2 separate regions of the Mus musculus genome follow, and region 2 is linked to region 1. A link is a contact called in public HiCAR-type data. All regions are on one chromosome and are shown on one strand. The core of a region is the stretch at or near the end of the contact, and the rest is flanking DNA. Distances in the headings are between cores, read along the strand shown. Region 1 overlaps Sdc2 (syndecan 2). Region 2 has its middle 110 kb from the start of Gm41290.

The links. HiCAR-type assays count read pairs that join an accessible place to other places.
Region 2: a contact with region 1 is called in a HiCAR-type map of fibro-adipogenic progenitors, with 11 times the contacts expected there. The contact joins two enhancer-like sites. A contact is called at or near these places in 1 of 15 datasets of contacts at CTCF or cohesin (the NIH/3T3 cell line) and 2 of 115 datasets of contacts at active chromatin or transcription factors (embryonic fibroblasts and fibro-adipogenic progenitors).

What each region holds. Positions count from the first base shown.
Region 1 is chr15:32,942,800-32,945,573 of GRCm38.p6, forward strand. The region is part of intron 1 of Sdc2 (syndecan 2); the gene reads left to right. Among named protein-coding and RNA genes, the nearest start is that of Sdc2, 23 kb to the left of the region's middle. Within about 2 kb of position 1,387, at least 42 of the 459 cell types and tissues checked have an H3K27ac peak or open chromatin away from gene starts, as enhancers often do. A contact at or near this core is called in fibro-adipogenic progenitors, where this site is marked.
Region 2 is chr15:33,922,867-33,925,640 of GRCm38.p6, forward strand. No RefSeq gene overlaps it. Among named protein-coding and RNA genes, the nearest start is that of Gm41290, 110 kb to the right of the region's middle. Within about 2 kb of position 1,410, at least 60 of the 459 cell types and tissues checked have an H3K27ac peak or open chromatin away from gene starts, as enhancers often do. A contact at or near this core is called in fibro-adipogenic progenitors, where this site is marked.

The sequences.
Region 1 (2,774 bases), core at 137-2,636:
CTTGGTGCTTATGATTTCTGTGTGATAAGAGCAACTTTTCCCATTCTCCAGATAACTGTCTAGTAGATTTGCAAATCTATTTTTCCCTCCTCACTGTCTTTAATGAAGTCTTCAAATTCTAAAATATAATTTATGACTGGAATTTATTTAATATGGATTCTTAAGTCTCAAGGCGCTTCTCAAAAGATTTCAAAATTCTATGTATTCATTAGTGTGAACGTCTAACAAAGAATGTGCAATTGAAAAGGGCTGAAGCTTCAGATGAAGAGGTGGCTCAGCCATTAAGAGTGTGCATGTCTTCTCTGAGCTTGGCTCTCCACACTCACAACAGCTCTCACAGCTACCTGTAATTCCCACTCTAGAACCTATGCACGGGTAGCACACATTCACACAGGTGCATGCATATAAAGAAAACGTAATAAAAATAAATACTTAAAATGTAATTTGTATAGAGATCTGGGAACTCTTCAAATATTTACAACTAAATAAGAATCTAATTCCATTGAATCATTAAAGATAACACTTTTGCTTCAGGAGTCTCGGTCACCAAATTGTCTAAATTTATGCTTAACATGGAAAAATATTTTAAAATCATAATGGAGTTTGAATTGTTTGTATGCTAGAAGCAGTAATATAATATTAACTATACGAACAAACACGTAGTCTCTCATGAGTTATGCTGGCCCCTAATTTGACAAATTTAGTACATAGTTGTTACCTAGAACTGACTGGTTCTCAAGCAAACTTTTATTTTCTCGAGAGACTTCCTGGCACACGGTGAGTTGTGCTAATTATAGTTGATCTAAGAATCCAGCCAAGAAAACTTTGTAATGATGACCTTATTTTTAAAATGCATCCTGCAAATCCTTCTCCCAAACCTACAAGAAGAAAACATTTTCGCTAAAGCTAAGTTGTTAGTTATATTTCCAAGAGAACAAAACCAAATCATTTTTATTCTTGCGTACCATGGGATTGGATTGGAGAGGCATTACAGTGTCAGGGGGACATTCCATTGGGGTTAGGAAGTAGTGTCTGAGCTATATATTTAGTGGTGACTTTGGATGCTTCACTCACCTTTAATGTTGTGTAGAATACTGCCTGTCCATGTGAACACAGGCACAGTAAGAGGTCTGTTAACAGACGTTCACATCCACGGCTCTCTAGGTACCTTTCCCACCCCCACATCATTTATATATGATATTTAGTGTATGGACCCCAACCAGACTTCTGTTTGAAGTCCTTGAATCTGGAGAGGCAGCTTGATAAAGCAAAACAGAAATCTGTTGGCATTTTGAGAGTGGAGTTCACAGAGGATGTTGTTTGCAGTGTCCTGAAAACATACAGGCCAGCAGCTGGAGCAGGCCTGGTGACAGGCAATCTCACTTCCAGAGAACAAGGAGGGCTGAGCAGTCCTCTAAGGATTAGCTCCAGCTCAGCAGCTGCTGTCTGAGTCTGATTATGCACATCCGGCTCTAAGAGACCTGCATTAACCCTCAGCCCCTGGGAACTTCAGGGCTGTTTTTTTTTTTGTTTTTTTTTTTTTGTTTTTTTTTTTTTTTTTAAAACAAAAGACTCTTCCAGGGACAACCAAGGACTAAAGCCCAGAAAATGTAGAGGATAAAAGAAGGTGGCTCTTTGGGAGACTGAATTTGAAGTAGCCTTGAGCCAAAGCTGAAGAAGACCTGGCAAATAGTATTTGTCTTTGCAGACCTGGTGGCGGACATTGGGGGAAAGGACTGGACCAGGAGGGCTTGAGCAGCTGAGGAGGACAGAGGCTCAGAGAAGTTAAGTTACCAGCTTAGTCATTTTTCCACTGCTATGAAGAGAGACAGTATAGTATGACCATGGCAACTTAGAGAAGAACGCATTTAATGGGCACTTAAAGTTTCAGAGGATGAGTCTGTGACCATCATAGTGGGGAGCATAGGAACAGGCAGGAACACATGGCACAGGATAGTAGCTGAGAACTTAACATTTTTTTTCCCACATGCTTGAGGCAAAGAGAGTGTGCAAATTGGGAATAACACAAGCTATTGAAATCTCAAAGCCCAGCCCCCATGGCACTCCTCCTTCAACAAGGACACATTCCCAGTCCTTCCCAAATAGTTTCACTCACTGGGGACCAAGCATTCAAATATATGAGCCTATGGAGTCCATTTTAATTCAACTACCACAGAGAAAAATCATGTTTTCCCATTCCCCAGTTAGAGCTGAAGTACCACATGTCTGAAGTTGTTATCTTTACCTTGAGATAATCATTCATGCTTTTGAAAACTGACCTTAGAGAAGAAACACTGGAGAAAGCATTATGGAAGCTGGAGACATGGTTAAGAATACATACTGCTCTTGCAGAAGACCTGAGTTCAGTTCCCAGCAGCTACATTTCTGGACTCACAATCTCCTGTAACTCTAGCACCCAGAGATTTAATGTCTCCTGCCTCCAAGGGCATCTGCACACATGTGCGCATTCCCATATATAGTTAAAATAACAAAAACATATTTTTGGAACATAAGAAAAGCACAGGGCCTGGAAACATGGCTCAATAGTAACATCAGCTATTCTTCCAAAGGATTCAGGTTCCCAGCATCCACATAGCTACTCACAACTGGCCACTCAATCTCTAGTTTCAGAAGATCCAGTGCCCTCTGCTGTCCTCCGTGGACACTAGGCATGCCTGTAGTACGTAGATATATATGCAGACAAAATACACACATATATAAAACACTTTTTTAAAAAGTGCATCGGGGAATTATATGGCAATCACTGTGTCCAG
Region 2 (2,774 bases), core at 160-2,659, 980 kb after region 1:
ACTGGCTGATATTATGTGTCAAGTCAACTTGACACAAGCTGGAGTTATCACAGATAAAGAAGCTTTAGGTGAGGAAAGGCCTCCATGAGCTCCAACTGTAAGGCATTTTCTCAATTAGTGATCAAGTGGGGAGGGCCCATTGTGAGTGGTACCATCCCTGGGCTGGTAGTCTTGGGTTGTATAAGAAAGCAAGCAGAGCAAGCCAAGAGAAGCAAGCCAATCCCTCCATGGCTTCTGCATCAGCTCCTGCTTCCTGACCTTCATGAGTTCCAGTCCTGACTTCCTTTGGTAATGAACAGCAACGTGGAAGTGTAAGCTCAATAAACCTTTTCCTCCCCAACCTGCTTCTTGGTCATGATGTTTGTGCAGGAATAAAAACCCTGACTAAGACAGGTGGGAAGGTAAGGACCTTTCAATGGATCACTTCAAATCTCTACAGGTGTGTGTGTGTGTGTGTGTGTAAAAGAAAGACAGACAGAGAGAGAGATTGAGAGAGAGAGAGAGAGAGAGAGAGAGAGAGAGAGAGAGAGAGAGAGAGAGAGAGAGATTGTTTCGTTATATATAAGAATGGATTGGTTGGTTTTATTCTGATTTTTGTCCTTCAGGAAACTAAGCATAGTCCCTTCGTTTGTTCAAATAAGTATAGTATACCTACCAGATGCCAGTCATTGTTAGGTTCCAGAGACCCAAAAAGAAAGTAACATTTTGAAGACCTGTACACTGGTAAGCTATCTCAAAAATGGAAAAAAAAAAAAAAAACAGAGAAAGTCAGACAGACAGAAAGACAAAGAAAAAGAAAGAAACATAGAATGAGGAGGAGGAATAACAGCAGTAGCCTTGATTGGGGTATTTGTTAAATTCCTTAATTCTTAATATGGCCATCATCAAGCTACCTACAGCATGCTGACCTCCTAGTAGCATTTCTAAACACATACCACCAGCACCTCATAGTGTGGCAAGGGAAATAGGTAAACCTCCAGACTCCAGAAGCAAGGGCAGAGTGCTACAGAACCTGAAGCATGGGAAGCAAAGTCAGTCTTTATAGAGACAAAGAGAAACCGGAAAGTTCAGTCACTAAAGCTGAAAATTTAATTTTCACAATGCTCTCTGAGGAAAGACATCACTTTGTTTCTCTCACCATCTAGCCTTTAGTGGCCTTCTTAGTCCCTAACACAGATGCACCTTATAGCTCCTATAGATTCTGAAAGACAGGAGAACAAGATGATTGGCTTGTCCCTTATTGCTAGTACCTGCATGAGTGGTTCTTGGGTTTTACAAAAGGAAACCTTGTCATTACTAAGTACAGCCTGAAGACTAATTTCATCATTTTGACTTCTGTTTTAACTGCACATATGACTGTTTACTCATTAGGATCAGGCAATCCAGCTGGGATGAATCATCCTGGCATCTGGGCTGAGTTAGCAAGTGCCTCTGGGATTTGGGATTGTGACAAGAAGTCATACAGGAGTAATTCAGGGAAGGTTACAAACTCAGATGCCAAAAGCAAATAGACTAAAGAACAGACAGCTACAGAAAAATGTTCCAACGTAACCAACCATTCATACCCAATCGCCAACATAGGTTGAATGAGGTCTGTGTGAGCCTGCAGAAGGTCTGAAGGCTCTAAAGTGTATACAGGCTTTAGACTAGGCAATTTTCCAAAGAAAAACTCTACAACTAGCCACTAAACTCAACATCAGAAAATCCAGTGACACAAAAACCACTACTGCGCAAAGATGCAAGTTGCCCTGGCAACCACTTTCATTTGTTTTTCTTCCTTCCTCATTTTTTTAATATAAATTCCAAAAGGCACTCAGTAGAAAGCAAGATGGGCCACATGGCATGCTGCCTTCCAGAAAAGACTCTTCCTTTCTGGCAAGTGTGTGTGCCATGTACGTTACTTAGAATTAAAAATTGAAACCACGTCTGCCAGTGCTCAAAAGAAAACCAGCTTGTCTGGTTATTTTTGTTGTTAAAAATCCACAATTAATAGTGTATTGCCAAACAGCTGAAACAATAAATTTTCAACTGGCTGCCTAAAGCACCTGGGATGGGCACACAACTCTAAACATAAAAGAGAAGGAAGGAAGAAAGGGATGGATGGAGGAAGGAGGAAGAGAGAGAGAGGAAGGAAAGGGAGGGAGGGAGGGAGGGAGGGAGGGAGGGAGGGAGGGAGGGAGGGAGGGAGGGAGGGAGGGAGGAAAACAGGAGTTGATTCTTTTTAATAAGCTATGGAAATCAGTGGGAAGATTCCTCAAAAATCTGCAAGTAATAGCCAGGCATGGTAATGCATACCTTTAATTCCCACACTCAGAAGGCAGAGAAAAGCTGATCTCTGAGCCTAAGGCCAGCCTGGTCTGCAGAGCTAGTTCCAGTGCAGCCAGAGCTACATAGAGCTGTCTCAAAAACACAAACAAACAAACAAACAAAAAGCTCTGCAAATGGAACTAACTACACTGTTTCTGGGGACATGTGCAGAACTCATTTACACACTACAGAGACACTCAGGCATCCATGTATACTGCTGCAGTATTCACAATAGCCAGGACATGGAACCAGCCAACAAGACCTTCAACCAATGAGTAAGTAAAGAAAACAGCACATCTACACAATGGAATTTTATGCGGACACAAGTAAGGCTATGAAGTATATATCATGCAAAGCCAAAAGTGGGAGTTAACTTGGGGAAGAAAAAACAGGTGGGGGAGGGGTGCATGGGGAGCACAATGGGTAGGAGGACAAAGAACATGCACATGAAGACATCACAGTGAAAC